Linked DNA regions of Mus musculus: regions 1 and 3 are each linked to region 2. A link is a contact called in public HiChIP or PLAC-seq data. All regions are on one chromosome and are shown on one strand. Each heading gives the region's core, a stretch centred on a gene start, on an enhancer-like site or on the middle of the called end of the contact. The rest is flanking DNA. Distances are from core to core; before and after follow the strand shown. Region 1 has its middle 17 kb from the start of Gm46743. Region 2 overlaps Ccdc148 (coiled-coil domain containing 148). Region 3 has its middle 15 kb from the start of Dapl1.

Evidence for each region. HiChIP or PLAC-seq counts read pairs in DNA pulled down with a chosen protein or histone mark.
Region 1: an H3K27ac HiChIP or PLAC-seq map of regulatory T cell precursor shows a contact between it and region 2, with 13 times the contacts expected there. The contact joins two enhancer-like sites. A contact is called at or near these places in 8 of 39 promoter capture datasets (3T3-L1-derived adipocytes, the HPC-7 cell line, cranial neural crest and 4 more), 2 of 484 Hi-C or Micro-C datasets (bone marrow-derived macrophages and nephron progenitors) and 2 of 115 datasets of contacts at active chromatin or transcription factors (bone marrow-derived macrophages and regulatory T cell precursor).
Region 3: an H3K27ac HiChIP or PLAC-seq map of regulatory T cell precursor shows a contact between it and region 2, with 4 times the contacts expected there. The contact joins two enhancer-like sites. A contact is called at or near these places in 1 of 39 promoter capture datasets (embryonic stem cells), 2 of 115 datasets of contacts at active chromatin or transcription factors (regulatory T cell precursor and thymic regulatory T cells) and 1 of 9 other capture datasets (macrophages).

The regions. Positions count from the first base shown.
Region 1 is chr2:59,435,402-59,439,944 of GRCm38.p6, forward strand. No RefSeq gene overlaps it. Among named protein-coding and RNA genes, the nearest start is that of Gm46743, 17 kb to the left of the region's middle. Within about 2 kb of position 2,775, at least 148 of the 459 cell types and tissues checked have an H3K27ac peak or open chromatin away from gene starts, as enhancers often do. A contact at or near this core is called in regulatory T cell precursor, where this site is marked.
Region 2 is chr2:58,904,092-58,908,912 of GRCm38.p6, forward strand. Ccdc148 (coiled-coil domain containing 148) reads right to left here. Exons shown (of 15, transcript NM_001372501.1): 12 at 2,264-2,382. Among named protein-coding and RNA genes, the nearest start is that of Upp2, 150 kb to the left of the region's middle. Within about 2 kb of position 2,905, at least 50 of the 459 cell types and tissues checked have an H3K27ac peak or open chromatin away from gene starts, as enhancers often do. A contact at or near this core is called in regulatory T cell precursor and thymic regulatory T cells, where this site is marked.
Region 3 is chr2:59,467,973-59,472,224 of GRCm38.p6, forward strand. No RefSeq gene overlaps it. Among named protein-coding and RNA genes, the nearest start is that of Dapl1, 15 kb to the right of the region's middle. Within about 2 kb of position 2,974, at least 76 of the 459 cell types and tissues checked have an H3K27ac peak or open chromatin away from gene starts, as enhancers often do. A contact at or near this core is called in regulatory T cell precursor and thymic regulatory T cells, where this site is marked.

The DNA of each region.
Region 1 (4,543 bases), core at 1,525-4,024, 530 kb after region 2:
GGTGTAGGAGGAGCTGACAGTTCTATGTCTTCACCTTCAGGCTGCTAGCAGAATACTGGCTTCCAGGCAGCTAGGATGAGGGTCTTAAAGCCCACACCCACAGTGACACACCTACTCCAACAAGGCCGCACCTTCTAATAGTGCCACTCCCTGGGCTGAGCATATGTATGCAAGGCATCACAATAGTCATTTAGCAAATGTGCTGTGTGCATCCGGCATAAGTGTAATCCAGGCAGCCTGCAATGTTCCTGAGCTTGGAGTGGAGCACCCCAGTCTCTAATGACATCTTCATATAGACACACCCCCCTTCTGCTAGGGATGCAAGACATACTAGACACATCCTCACCTCAGGCATGGTTATGTGCTGAGGAGCCCAGGGTTAGGGTTAGCATTCTATCTTAAAGGGTCAGAGTTCAACCTATAGCAGTCTTGCACATGCACTTTTGGGTCTTCATGAGCAAAAGGAGACTAATGACAGGGCCAGCCTTGGCAGACCATGAGCAGTCACAGTAGTGCCTACGTGAAGCTATGCAAACGGTGCCTTCAATACAGTCATTGACTCGTAGAATTTGAAATTTTTGTCATATTTTGAGATGCTGTTTACCTGTCACCGCTTCTAGTTATGGTTACTATGGCTGGGATTCAATGCCACGACCAAAATCAGTTTGCTGAGGCAGGGGTTTATTTTCCATAGTTTAGTTCACCGCCTGAAGGAAGTCAGGGCAGGAACCTGGAGGCAGGAGCTGATGCAGGGGCCATGAAGGAATGCTGCTTACTGGCTTGCTCCCGATGGCTTGCTCAGCCTGCTTTTTTTTTTTTTTTTATAACACCTAGGACCACCAGCCCAGGGAATAACACCACCGAGCTGGACCCTTCCACATCAATACTAATTAACAAAATGCCCTAAAGGCTTGCCTACAGCCTAAACGTATAGAGGCATTTTCTCAAAGGAGGCTCCCTCCTCTCAGATGACTCCAGCTTCTGTCACGTTGACATAAAAGCTACAATGTTGACTTTATTTGCCATATCTTAAAGAAACCAGACCTGCTGCTGGCCCAATAGGACTCCAGTGCAGTTGCTGAAACCATCATAGCTGGAGCCTACTGACCGTGCAAAGCACTCTGTTCCAGGCTTGTTGCCCATTGTCCACTTTTAGCTACCCAGGAATGTTATACCAGGCTTTGTACTGCTGTGCTGTTTCTACCCAGTGATCTGTCAGATCTCATCTAAACAGCACCTCTCCCGTGAGTCTGCCCTAACCTCCGATTAGGAGCTACTGTGTTTCAGCTCTGCCTGCAGGATGTAATGTTGCTATATGGTTCATGCGCATTTGCCTGTCTAGAACCTCCCATTCTCCAGCACTCCGGACCTGTATACTACCGTGTGTCCACAGCAACTACAGTGCCTGGAAAACACTCATATTGCCTGCTCAAAAGCCATCCCTTATTTAGTTAACCTAACTGAGCCCCGGTTTCTCTCTGGTATCAAGAACTCCAAAAGATTACAGGGCAGATGTCTTACAGTGAATCATCAATTGTATCAAATCCCTAGAATATATAGCACCTACTCTATGCCTCCCGCTCCTCTGAGGTCAGAGCCGTGCCTGAGGCTTTCCAGGAAACTTCTTACCCCAGGGATATTTACTTTCCAAGGCACTGATATTGGCCATGTTGAAGATCTACTGCCGCGACTCTAGGACATAAAAAGTCTAGAGTTGCTGGAAACTTGGGAGTACGCACGTGGCCCAAGTGGCCATAGTACCAGGGGTGTAGGAATAAACGTCAACCTGATGAGGATGAGAGAGCCAAGGTATGGAGAGCGCTTAAGTCCCTGGTGACCTCACCAAGACCGCACCACTCATTCCTAGCACCGCCCCCCCCCCCCCCCGACTCCTGGAGAGAGGTGACATTCACGATCCTACCTGTGTCATGGTGGTGTTGTTACCTCATAGTGATAATATCTCTCTCAGAGTCAATATCCTTTTCAATATTGTTTGGTTACATCATGTTTTCTGTCTCTTGAAGGTACACATATCTAACCAATATTGAAGTTACACATATCTAACCAATACAGGCATTAGGAAATATGTCTTTTGAATGAGCAAATGAAGAAAGGGAAACGGCCCCCTTTAATGTGTGTCATCGTGTGAAATCTTTCCAATAGCCTCGGACCTGGAAGCTGCACCATTAGAGCCGAGAAAACTGGACCCCAGAGAAGACCCTGCCTCCTATCCAAGGCCGCAGGATTAGGAAGGCCAGAGCTGAGTCACATTTAACTGCCGCGCTATCTATCAATTTACTATCTTTAGCATCTCAGTTCAGACTTTTTATCCATAGCAGAAGGTTCTCCTTTGAAGTTTCTTTTTCTACTTCCTACTGACTTCATTTTTTCTTTCTTTCCAGTGTTGGGGATGGAACTGAGAGCCTCCCAGAGTGTAGGCAACACCCCCCTGCTGAGATGTACCCTTGACCTCCCGTTGACCTTTCGACCTGCTACCTTAAAAGTCAGCCTCCTAATTTTGACCTTGGGCTGATGGGCCTATATCCATTTGTTTCTAGTCTACTTAATTCTTCAGCGTCATAGCTACCCGTGTCTTCTGACTAGGAAATAGCACCCACGCTTCCCCATGTCTGAGATCAGAGTCCCCACAGTGCTCCAAGGAACTTCAACGAAGATATATTCCCATGCCACTCCATCTCTCTACCTCCCTCATGGCTCATCAACTTTGCCTTGGCACACATCCAGGTTGACCACGTGAGCGTACTATGTTGGCAGGAAGCCTGGGTATAGTGGGAGAGGCCTCAGGAAGCATTGCCATCTTACTGTGAGACCCGAGTAGATACACGCAGGGTACACGTATATGCTTTTTAGCAAACCTAGAAAGAACACCACTCTGGCACAGCTTTCTTCCCCTGGGTAGGAACACAGAGAAACCACGGTTTTCTCTCTACTGGCCAGAATGTCTGCTGCTCACAGCCAGGACTTCATAGATGAACGCTGTAGAAAACGTCTTAGCTGCACCCAAAGAACTTCAAGTGTTTTGCTCTCGCTTCTGAAGGAAAACAAACAAATAAACAAAAAAAAAAAAAAAAAAAAAAAAACCGGCCCTGGTAGTCAGCAAAGCTCCAGAAAACTGGCTGTGGAAGGTATCTTGTAAACTGGAAATCATCTGCCCTCTAGTGGTCATCTGCAGGAAGTTCCAACCCGAAAACAGCCAGGACGGAGAAGGCAGAAAGAGTGTGTGACAAAAAGAGAACCCGTAATAAGTCGTCATGGTGGGAAGCCACCATTCGTTAAAAACCAAATATAGGTCACGAGAGTAAAAATAGACATCCGAGCTTTTCACAAACCCTAGCAGGTTAGATCAAAGTCGCCCTGAACTTAGCACTTGGGTGGCATTCCAAACCCAGAGAGTACTGAGCAGGAGAAAACCTACGCCCTGGGACTCCTCCCAGGAAGGGAAGGCTGTTGTGGGTGGGGAAAGATTTGATATGAAACTACATCAGAGGAAGTGTTTGTTTTTATTGCTTCCTGAGAACTGGGAAAGGATGAAAGAAAGTACAAGAAAGGCAGATAGAGGAGGGCTGCAGGTTCTCCAAACGTGAGCTGCCCGCCCTGATTAGTCTGCAGTGCCCAGGACTGTTGGGTGGGGTTGCTTGGTGAGACTATTCAGGACGGTGGAAGAAGCTGTTTCCCCATTGATGCAGGACTGAAAATAGTCTAAAGCACACGAGGAGAGACGCCTGGCCTGAAAAATACTTCCTGGAGCAGCCTAGGGGTCAAGGAGGGGCCTAGGAACCCATAGAAGTGATGGGCAGCGCCCCTGGCCATTAACTGAGTCAGACCTATTTAAAACAAACTTATGCCAAAGTTATAGACACCCTCAAGGTGGAAATCAATTCGTGGGGCCTGTGGGTGCAGCTTAGGGAGAAGGGTTGCTTGTACAGGAAATAAAAGACCTGAGAGGAGCGCATGTTTAGACCATGGTGTTTAGAAACAACAACCAGACTTTGTAGTAACCCCTGCCCGAATGCCAGCTCACATAATAACAAAACATAAGAAACCTTGGTGATGGCCCATGCCAACTCGGACGTGAGGAACTTAGGGTCCAAGGACAGATCTGTGATCTTAAAAGAATGTAATGAGCTGTTGGCATTCCTGGGGTGCAGACTCGATAAGAAACTAGATCAGAAAAAGGGTTTGTTTGTATTTCTTCTGCCCACAGAGGCAAAGGAGGAAAAGAAAAGCCAGAGCCCAGATGAACAACTGGAAGCTGGTATGTTCCTGGTCAATGAGGTGAGCAGCTGACCTGGGCTTCACGCCCTGGTCCCTCATCACAGACTACATCCTTCTCTTCTCTTCTCTCTCTCTCTCTCTCTCTCTCTCTCTCTCTCTCTCTCTCTCTCTCTCTTATGGTGAAATAGCCTGAGTTGACAGAAGCTGCTGTCAAATGCTCCTCTCTGACCTAATCTACAGCCTTTCAACTAATGCCAGAACCAGAGCCCTAAAGCTGCCAACACATCTGAAAAAATACTTAACTCTT
Region 2 (4,821 bases), core at 1,655-4,154:
GTGTAAACTTTGACAAACTATTTTGAATAGATGTGAAGGCCAATTGTCTTTTCCTTATGTCAAGCCACATGAAACCTTCAAAATGCAACAGTTTTAACCCCAAAATGAAAGTCTCGCATTCTCCACCCATCAGTCTTTTGATGAATGTGTTATTTTCATGACCCCTAGTCTTCCATATTCAGAGAATAAAAAGTGAATGAGCAGAGTTTGCAAACTCTCAAGGCCACATCTGTATACCATGAAGCAAACCTGAAAGCTAATATTTTAGGCCTCTTTAATCCAATGGGGAAAACGTGCCTTAGGTTAAAATATCGAACATGATTTTTATTATATATATTATTAGAGAAAAAAATCTTTGACTACCTACCAAATTTCTTAGTGCCAGAATGGTTACAGATGAATATAGCCTCTAGTCATTGTCCGGGTAAAAGCTTTTTACACCTAAGACTGCATTTCAAATCACAGAATAAGAATTCTATTTCTATCTCCATCACTTTTTTTTGAGACAGGGTGGCCTTGAACTTGCTGTGTAGCTAAGAATGACCTCGAATTTCTGATCCTCCTGCCTCGGTCTCCAGTGCTGCGATTAGAGGCATTTGCCATCACATGTTTGTGGTGCTAGGGACTGAGCCCAAGGCTCTGTGAATGCCTTTTCCCACTGGCTACACCCCCAGCCACACAGCATCACAATCTTTTTTCAGAGAACTATAGCCTGGATATACCATATATTTGAAAATCTGTGATTTACCATTGGCATGCAAGGATTGGACTCACAATTATTTAAATCTCCATTATTTTCCATCAAGGGAGTTGAAAATATATCACAAACTCTTAAAAGTGGCCAGCCTTTTAGCCTTCAGATGTCTTCTGGTGGATAAGATGGAGCCTTGTGGAGGTAAAACCTGACATTCCCAAGGTCATACACTATTCGAAGCTGAGTCAAGAATAAAATCCTGAGTTATAGCTACTGCTCCTTAGTCCTTTTTGCTATGCTGTAATATGGCTATTTTTTCCTGTTATGTAATACACACTAATCTGATTTTCTTTTTCTCCTTCTCAACTGAAGCTCTGAATCAGCTAATCTTGATAATTACCAGGACAGGAAGCAAGAGACTGAAAATGGTTCTGTAATCAGAGAAGCTCCCTGCTAAGAGAGACGCTCTATTAGAAGCATGTCCCGAATGCTGGGACTCCACATCTGCTCTGCCTTCCACACCCCTCTAAGTTCCTGTGGCTCTCTTTCTTTTCCTGGGAGAGCTTGAATGGCCCGGCCAGCCTCTTAACCACAGCCTTTGCATTACCCTTTAGTACGCAGCTATTTGGGGGCTCCCATTACTTCTTTCTGAGCCACAGCCTGTCCTATGGTAGCCACTTGTATCTTGGCTGTCACTTGCTATCTGTTTCCTCCTTGGTTGCTTGACCTCCTGACCTTGACCTCAGACTTTACCATAGTCTTGCTTCCCTACTCAACTCTAAAGTGTTCAGATACCCAGGAAATAGTGTGACAGAAATGGACGGGACAAGGAGCCTCAGCAACTCCAGAGATGGGTTCTGATTCAAACACGTCTCTTCTGTAGAAAGACTCCCTCAGCCCTAGAAAAGTGCCTAGTATGTTCTTGATCCTTTATATAACAGGAGTTTCCTATTAGAGAATATAGCTCTCTAATTTAGAATTTCCCTTTCAGATTACTACAATTTTTACTGTTTTCTTTTGGGCCCAGATACAGTCATCTTTAAAAACATTGTTTTAATCTCTTAGTGGAACTCATAAACTAAGAAGGTCAAGCTCATTATCCCAAATGCCCTTCTCGGCTCTGCGGTTACATAATTGCAGGGAATTCTAAGAACTGTTCATCAGGACATCCACACTGCTCTCTATAATTGTGGATTGTCCCCCAGCCTCAGTCACAGCAAATGGACCCTTTTCTTATTAAAATAATGGCTTCCTCCTCCTGGGTCAACATATTAAGTCACAGCAGCCACCAGTATTACCTCATGCACACAGTGGGCAACCAGTTGCCATCAAATCCTCTGGGAGATCTTAAACTAGGAGGAAATCAGTGGAACAACATGGGAAAGTGGGGGTTTAAGTATGAAAGTGAGAGTATAAACTACATTATAAAAAACCACTTCTTTCATTCATAGGTATAAATATTGAATGGGAACACTCGGTGCGACAGATCCTCCCTCTGATATAGCTCACCCTGACATTGCAGACAACGCTTCCCCAGCTCACTGTCACGGACTAAAACCCCTCCCTTACCTTTCTCTGTCTTTCACTGACTGTTCTGCCATTAACTTCTTCAGCTCTTCCAGACGCCGGAGATCTCTCTTTTCCATTTCTTGCCACTTCTGCTGTTTCATAGCCCAGTATTTTCTTATCTAGTGCATGAATGTTACACCAAATTTAAATTAACAACAGATAATGGGGGCGAGACACAAGACAACAACAGTATCCAGTTGCTCAGACAGCAAAGATCAGATTGCAATGGCATTTCATCTTTGTGTGTGTGTGTGTGTGTGTGTGTGTGCTTTAGAACTACCTATAAAATATTCGCAACAAAAAAAAATTAAAAACACAAAGATGCAAGTCTCTGGAAAGTGCTTGGCTTAGCCCTTTCTGAAGTGGAAATGTACCCTATGCTGAGACCTCGATTTTAATCTATGGCTGAAATAATTGACTTTCAGGGAACCACCGTAAAAGCATGTTACTGCCTCTGAAGAATATAACCTACCTGTTACCCAGGGGTATTTTTATCCTCTTATGGTAATGCAGTCTTTAACAAATATGGCATTAAGACTATTTTTACCTTAAAAGCATGGGTTTATTTATGCTAATGGATAGCAGGATGTTGAAAGCGTTATGCCCCTGGAGGAAGTGGCAGGAGATGGGTGGGAGGAAGGAGGGGAAGTACGAATTAACACGGTTGTGGTAAAGAGTAGTCTCGACCTATGTGGTAAAATAAAGGTCACGCTTATCAGGTTGACAAAGATGGAAGGCATTGTTCTTCCTGGGCTGGCTTTACTTCTCTCAATGGAAGCAAATAAGCATTATTTCCATGTCAGGGTTCCACAGTGTGCTTAGGCAACCCAAGTTAGTAGAAGCCGTTCCACTACTCTAGGTTGCCACGTTCCTGTCGTGAGACACTGGCTCTTGCTAGGAAAAGACAGAACGGCACCTCCTCAGTGCTGACAGGCAACAGTCTGTAGGGGCTGCCTAGCCAAACCTCCAGTGTGGCATTTCCTCTTCTGAAAGTTTAGACAGGAAAAGCTAAGTGATTTCCTGGCTGTCCTGAGCACGATGTTGTCTGATCGCTAGGAGCCTCTCAAGAGGCAGCCGAGGATCCTCTGGAGCACGGGCAGAGCAGTGATGCAGCCGAAGGGGAACAGCAGCTCAAGGCTCAGCACAGTGGAAGGTGAAACCCACTCCGCATGACTAAAGGTAGAGTTTAAAGAGAACAGAAAAAAAAAAAAAAAACCAGAAAGAAACCTACAACAAAGATAGAGAGAGAAAGAAACAGAGAAAGACAGAAAGTCAGAGACAGACACACACACACACACACACACACAGAGAGAGGGGGGGGGGAGAGCAGTTCACGTGATAAATGCCAGCAATCCCTAAGTGCCAGGCAGGATAACAGACTATCTTCATCGGGCATAAGTCATCTTTATACTTTTCTGCATTCTCTTACAGGTTTTTTGGCAATAAATATGTCTTTCATTATCACAGTGGTACTGCTACTTCAAAATTAAGCTTTAAAAGGCATATATATGAAAGACAACTTTCTCCTAGGTCATTCCAGCCCAATAATAGACGCTCACTCTTGGTGCTGGCCTAGAAGGAAGAGCAGAGCTCCTTCTGAAGACTGGCTGCTGATGCCTGCTCGCCTCTGCCATTACTTATGTTGCCTTATGCAGATCAAAGACTATGATCTCTTTCCATCTCTGCTTTCTTCCTCCAAGGCAGTCATTTACAGTGTTAAGCCTGAGTGGGGCCTTGAGAAACCTCAGGGCCATGATCTGAAAGGTTCCTCAAAGCTTCAGACTTCAGAGGACCTCGTCCTCGCTATAACTGAAATCACAGGAAAAAGAGATACTCACTGAATATAGCACCCTTTACCTGTTCTGGTCAGTGCTATCTGTGGACTTCCGGGTCACCCCCAGATCTGGTCGAGAATTCAGACACCCGAGTCACAAAGCCCTCCAGGCTACCTCTGCCGACATCGAAACTGCCTTTCAACCTGTTACTCTAATATTTTCAAGACTTTTACAAAGAATTATCTCCTCCTTCAGGATTTGATTATCATTAGCATTCTACCCATAAAATCTTAAATTATATAGCAATAGGCTCTTTGGCCAGAATTGGCCCCTCTCCATCTTCATCCTCTGGCTTTTGGCTTTGTACACTGGTTAGTTTGGCCCTGAACATGATGCTTTGCTAGTTAGTAAATCCCTTCTCTGCCCCACTAGATTGCAAAGCACGTGATTTACCAATCTTGGCGTTTCTGAATGTCTTCTAGAACAGTGTGTGCACTTAATAACCATTTGATTAATGATACAATTGTGTGAACAGGTACTAAATCCATGGCTTCCGTGAGACCTTCAGTGAAAATTATCTTTTAAAAATTAATTCCTGGTCAATAGCTCCCAATAGACACGGAGAGGCATGGAGGGAACACATTTTTCACAGGGGACACAAAAGCTCTAACCTTCCTTAAAGTCCCACCAAGGAGAGGAAGGGCTGTCCCCCCCTCAGTGGTCATATGTGCATGGTCTAGAGACACTAAAAGACCCTTATCCAGGGGTAGTTCTCCATCCTTA
Region 3 (4,252 bases), core at 1,724-4,223, 560 kb after region 2:
GTGAGAACTGGATCAGAACAATTCTGTGTAACGAAGAATACAGGGACACAGTAACAGCTTCTGGTGAGAGTGATGGACAGGGTGTTTGGGGTTTACAGTCACCGTCCCCTTCTGTCCCCAAACTCTGAGTGGCAGATGTTCTCTGTGCTTTACAGCTTAAAGGAAGGATGCTGAGGGCAAGGCCCAACAAACTGCTCTGCCTCAGAACTATGATGTTCCGCCCTTGCACATGGAGAGGAAGCACCCACAGATCCGTGCCTGCCTGCAGAAGGCTCAAGACTGATGCAGGCAAAGGCGCAGAAGACAGCGTGAGCTTAATGCACAAGTCAGGTTTTTAGTTAGGGCTCCCAGGCATCCCAGTGTGCTTGGGACTGTTTCCTGAAAGTCCTGGGTACCCTAGGGAGGTCGGTCACTTGAGTCCCCACCCCACACCTGCCCCATGAGTCCCATAAAGGTTCCAGGGAGCAACTCTGAAGGAGAATGCACACACAGTAGGCCTGACTCATGGCTTAGAATCCTGAGATTAGAAGACACCAACTTTCTAAAGCGATACAAATAAGCACAACCAGCTTTTGCCCCAAAGGAGGCTTTAAAAATATCACTTATTCATCCATCCATCCATCCATTCACTCATTCATTCATTTATGGTAGTAGCTGATCTTATCCCTGGTGGTGGTGGTGGGGATAGTGTGCATGTGCGGGTGCGGGTGCGTGTGCATGCGCGTGGAGATGGTTCTCTTCTTCCAGCTCTAGCTCCAGGAACTGGACTCAAACCATCTGTCTTGGTGTGTTGGTGGCAAGTCCTTTTACCCAATGAGCCATCCCACAGGCCCAGGAGATAATTCTTGTTAATATCTTGTTTCACTGCTGAGGAACAAGGTGCCTTATCTCATATGCTATTCTGCAAGCATCCTTGAGTAGACACAGAAGCTGTCCCAAGGACAATGTAAGGCCCTCAAGGAGCATTTGCTCCCAAGACGTGGGCTAGCTAAGAAGTGATTAGACCATGTTCAATTCGAAGCTCTTCAGCTGTGTAACCACATTTGCTCCCCCACCTCTTAAGTTATGCTCAGCTTTATAGCATTAAAACCAAATGAAGTCGGCGTTGCTTCTGTTGTTGTTGTTTAAGGAGGGTGCTTTTCTTTTAATTCAGACTTTGAACTCTTAGTCATATGTTTAATGTATGTTACTGTCCATATCACCTGCATTTATGGAATATAAATTTGAACGTTTGGCAGGATGCTACTACATTATAAAATAAAATGACTGAGTTAGGCTAATTGACTAAGTGAGATCTTATTTCTCTATCCTTGTTACCACCTGGGACTTTATTTCTGTTTGAGTTGAATGTTCAGTGAAATGGTAGTGTATGTATGTGTGTTTGTGTGTGCATGCACGTGTGTGTGTGTGTGCGCATGCATATATACATGCATGTGATGTCTTGAAACTGGAGTCCTATGTATGACTAAGTAAGTATTTTAATACTGGGTGATAGCCCCAGCCCTTCTGCCTTGTATTTTCATCCATGCAGAACAAACTTGGGCTGTGAATTTTAATACTAGGATAGTTTTAAAAAGATGTTCCATTATCTTTTAAAAAGTAGCTAAGATTATTGCATTGAAAACCTATTTTTCACAGATTTTCATTATTTTGCACAGTTGTGGACCACAGCATCAAATGGGCATGATTATTTAGGCAGATTTTTAAAGTCTTTTTCCCCCTGGTAATATTCAGATAAAATTTCCTTTTCCTTTTTTTGTTTAACACAAGGTGCCAGCTGGGTGCGGATATTACAGCATGTTTTTAAAAGTTTATTTTCATTTCCTTTTTGGGTGTAACTAGTTCTTTTATCTGTTGCTCTCTGAAGATCAAAAGAAAATGAGCTGAAGAAACAAGCGCACAGAGACAGAAGGTATGTATAATGAGTTTCTACTGACTGAATGGAAGTTGCCCTTAAGGATACTGTGGCCCACGAGGGTCCAGGAGTCAGGACAGAGCATGAGAACATGACAGACACAGCTGAGCCTTCGAGAGAGTTGATTAAGATGCCCTTGGATCTGAACACAGAAGCCTTATGGAGGGGCACTTATGACGGCCTCACCCGTTCTGATGTTATCAGACTCATCAGGGGTTGTGACGACTAGAAGCCAGGAACAGAGGGGTTTCCAATTCATTCAAAACATTAGTGCCAGCTGCAAACTCTCTTCTCTATTGGGTGCCTTTAGGAGCCCTCCATTTCAGTGTACAGAGGAGAAGGAACTCCGCAGGGAGCAGGTAGCCTTTGACCAGTGACAGTCTATATGTCCCACCTAAGCATATTCAAACTCAGTTTCAGACAAAGACTGCGGCCTGGGCTGGAGTCTGATTTTAACTATGCCCCAGGTTCCCTCTGACTCCAAACTGTTGCCTGAAATTTTATCAGAACTCAGGAAATCGCCATGGAAAGCTTTGCTTTAGTTACTTTATGGAGAAAGGTGAAAATATGACTTGGGTCTCAAATGCAGTTTGGCAGACAGATTCTTTCAAAACATGGACTCCGTGGGAGAGCAAACAATAGAAAAGATGATGGTTTGTTTTCTCCAAATGAGTCAGAACCTGGCACTCGAAGAGAAAAGCCAGAACTCATTTGGATCATGAAAGAGCATTTAATGAAACCTGATTTTCCCTAGGCCTTTTTTTTTCCCCCAAGAAGAACTACTCTTTTGAGACTTGAAGGCCCTTGTTTTTCTACTGCCCGACACAAACCATAGAGCTTCCCTGGCTGGAGAGCACAGACACACAAGCCTCATTGGCATTTCCAGTTTTAAACCGAATGGATGCAGGCGCTGAAGAGCTCTGGAGATGGCTGCCTTTCGGAAGCTTTCCTGCTGGCTCCGAAGCACAGGATGCTGGCATTTCCAGTGGGCTCACTGTTCTGTGTGGTTTGCCCTTGAAACCGGCTCCCCTCCCGCTTCTCATCCTGTACCCCTCCCAATTTCCACTTTATACAAAGCATTCTGAGCTGTGGCCACTTCCTTTCCCCGCCTTCTCTCCTGCCCAGCTTCTGACATTACCATCCTTTGCTTGCGGCCTCTACCCAACCTTCCCCGTAGCTCACAGGCTTAAGATCCCTCTTCTTGGCATTTCTATTTTCTTGGAATACGTTCTGACGTCAAAGAGCCCTTAAACTGATTGTTGGTCACAATCAGTTGCCACTGTGCCTTTCACTAACTGCTCGGTGACCAGCGTGGGTCACCCTCCCTTTCTGAAGTGGATTTTAGGAGTGGGTATAGCCGACGCTCCTACTATCACTTAAACCTTAGATCTTTAGACACTTCCCACTAGTGTCTATCCTGGTTCTCTCGACACTGTTGGCAACACGCATTTATTTTGTGCTGGCCGAATGCCACGTGATGTGGATACAAACCTCCTGCTCTCCTGCTCCCTAATCTTGGAAGGCAGAAATGGAAAGCTTATGTTACAGGTTAGCCGGGCTACATCCACTGAGGGGTTGCTGGAAGAGAGCTAAAAGTCTCTCTTGCCTTGACTGTTACACATTTAAGACCTGGGGCTTCTAATTTTTGCCTGTGATACCAGGTACATCAAGGTCCCCTTGTGGGGTTCTTAGTCTCTTTAATTAGAATAATTTAACGATGGATTCAAATGGAAACTCGAAGATAGTTTTATTAGTGTTTGAAACAAAAAGAACCCCCGGGGCAGGCAAGTTGTGTATCTCAGCAGCTGCCCAGAGGAGGAAAAATGGAGATGGGAAGCCAGCACAGAGGTCAGCCACATGGTGGGTAAACAGCCACAGGAAGGGAGGGAAGCCTTTAAAAAATACAAAGTACCAGAAAAGGGCACAGTGGGGCTCTGGCAGCCTCCAGGAAGGGAGGGGAGAGGGGGAGGGATGGGGGAGGGAGTGGGGGGGAGACAGGGGGAGGGGAAGGGAGGGGAGGGGGAGGAACAGGTGGAGGGGAGGGACAGGGGGAGGGGAGGGGAGGGGAGGGGAGGGGAGGGGAGGGGAGAGAAGAGTTCCTCCTCTGTGAGTGGAGAAGTCAAGCAGACCAACCCAACCCAACTCATGGCAACTCTAGGGACCTTGCTAAGAGGCAGGCATTCCTGGAAGAAAATATACAGGATTTCATTAACGGTGTGATTATTCCACATATGTCTTTATCATGGCTTAGGTGAACCTGCCTTTTGAAGCATGGAGATCAGAGAAATAGCCCAGGAAAACCATGGTTAGTCTTTTGCCTGGTATCAGACAAAAGGA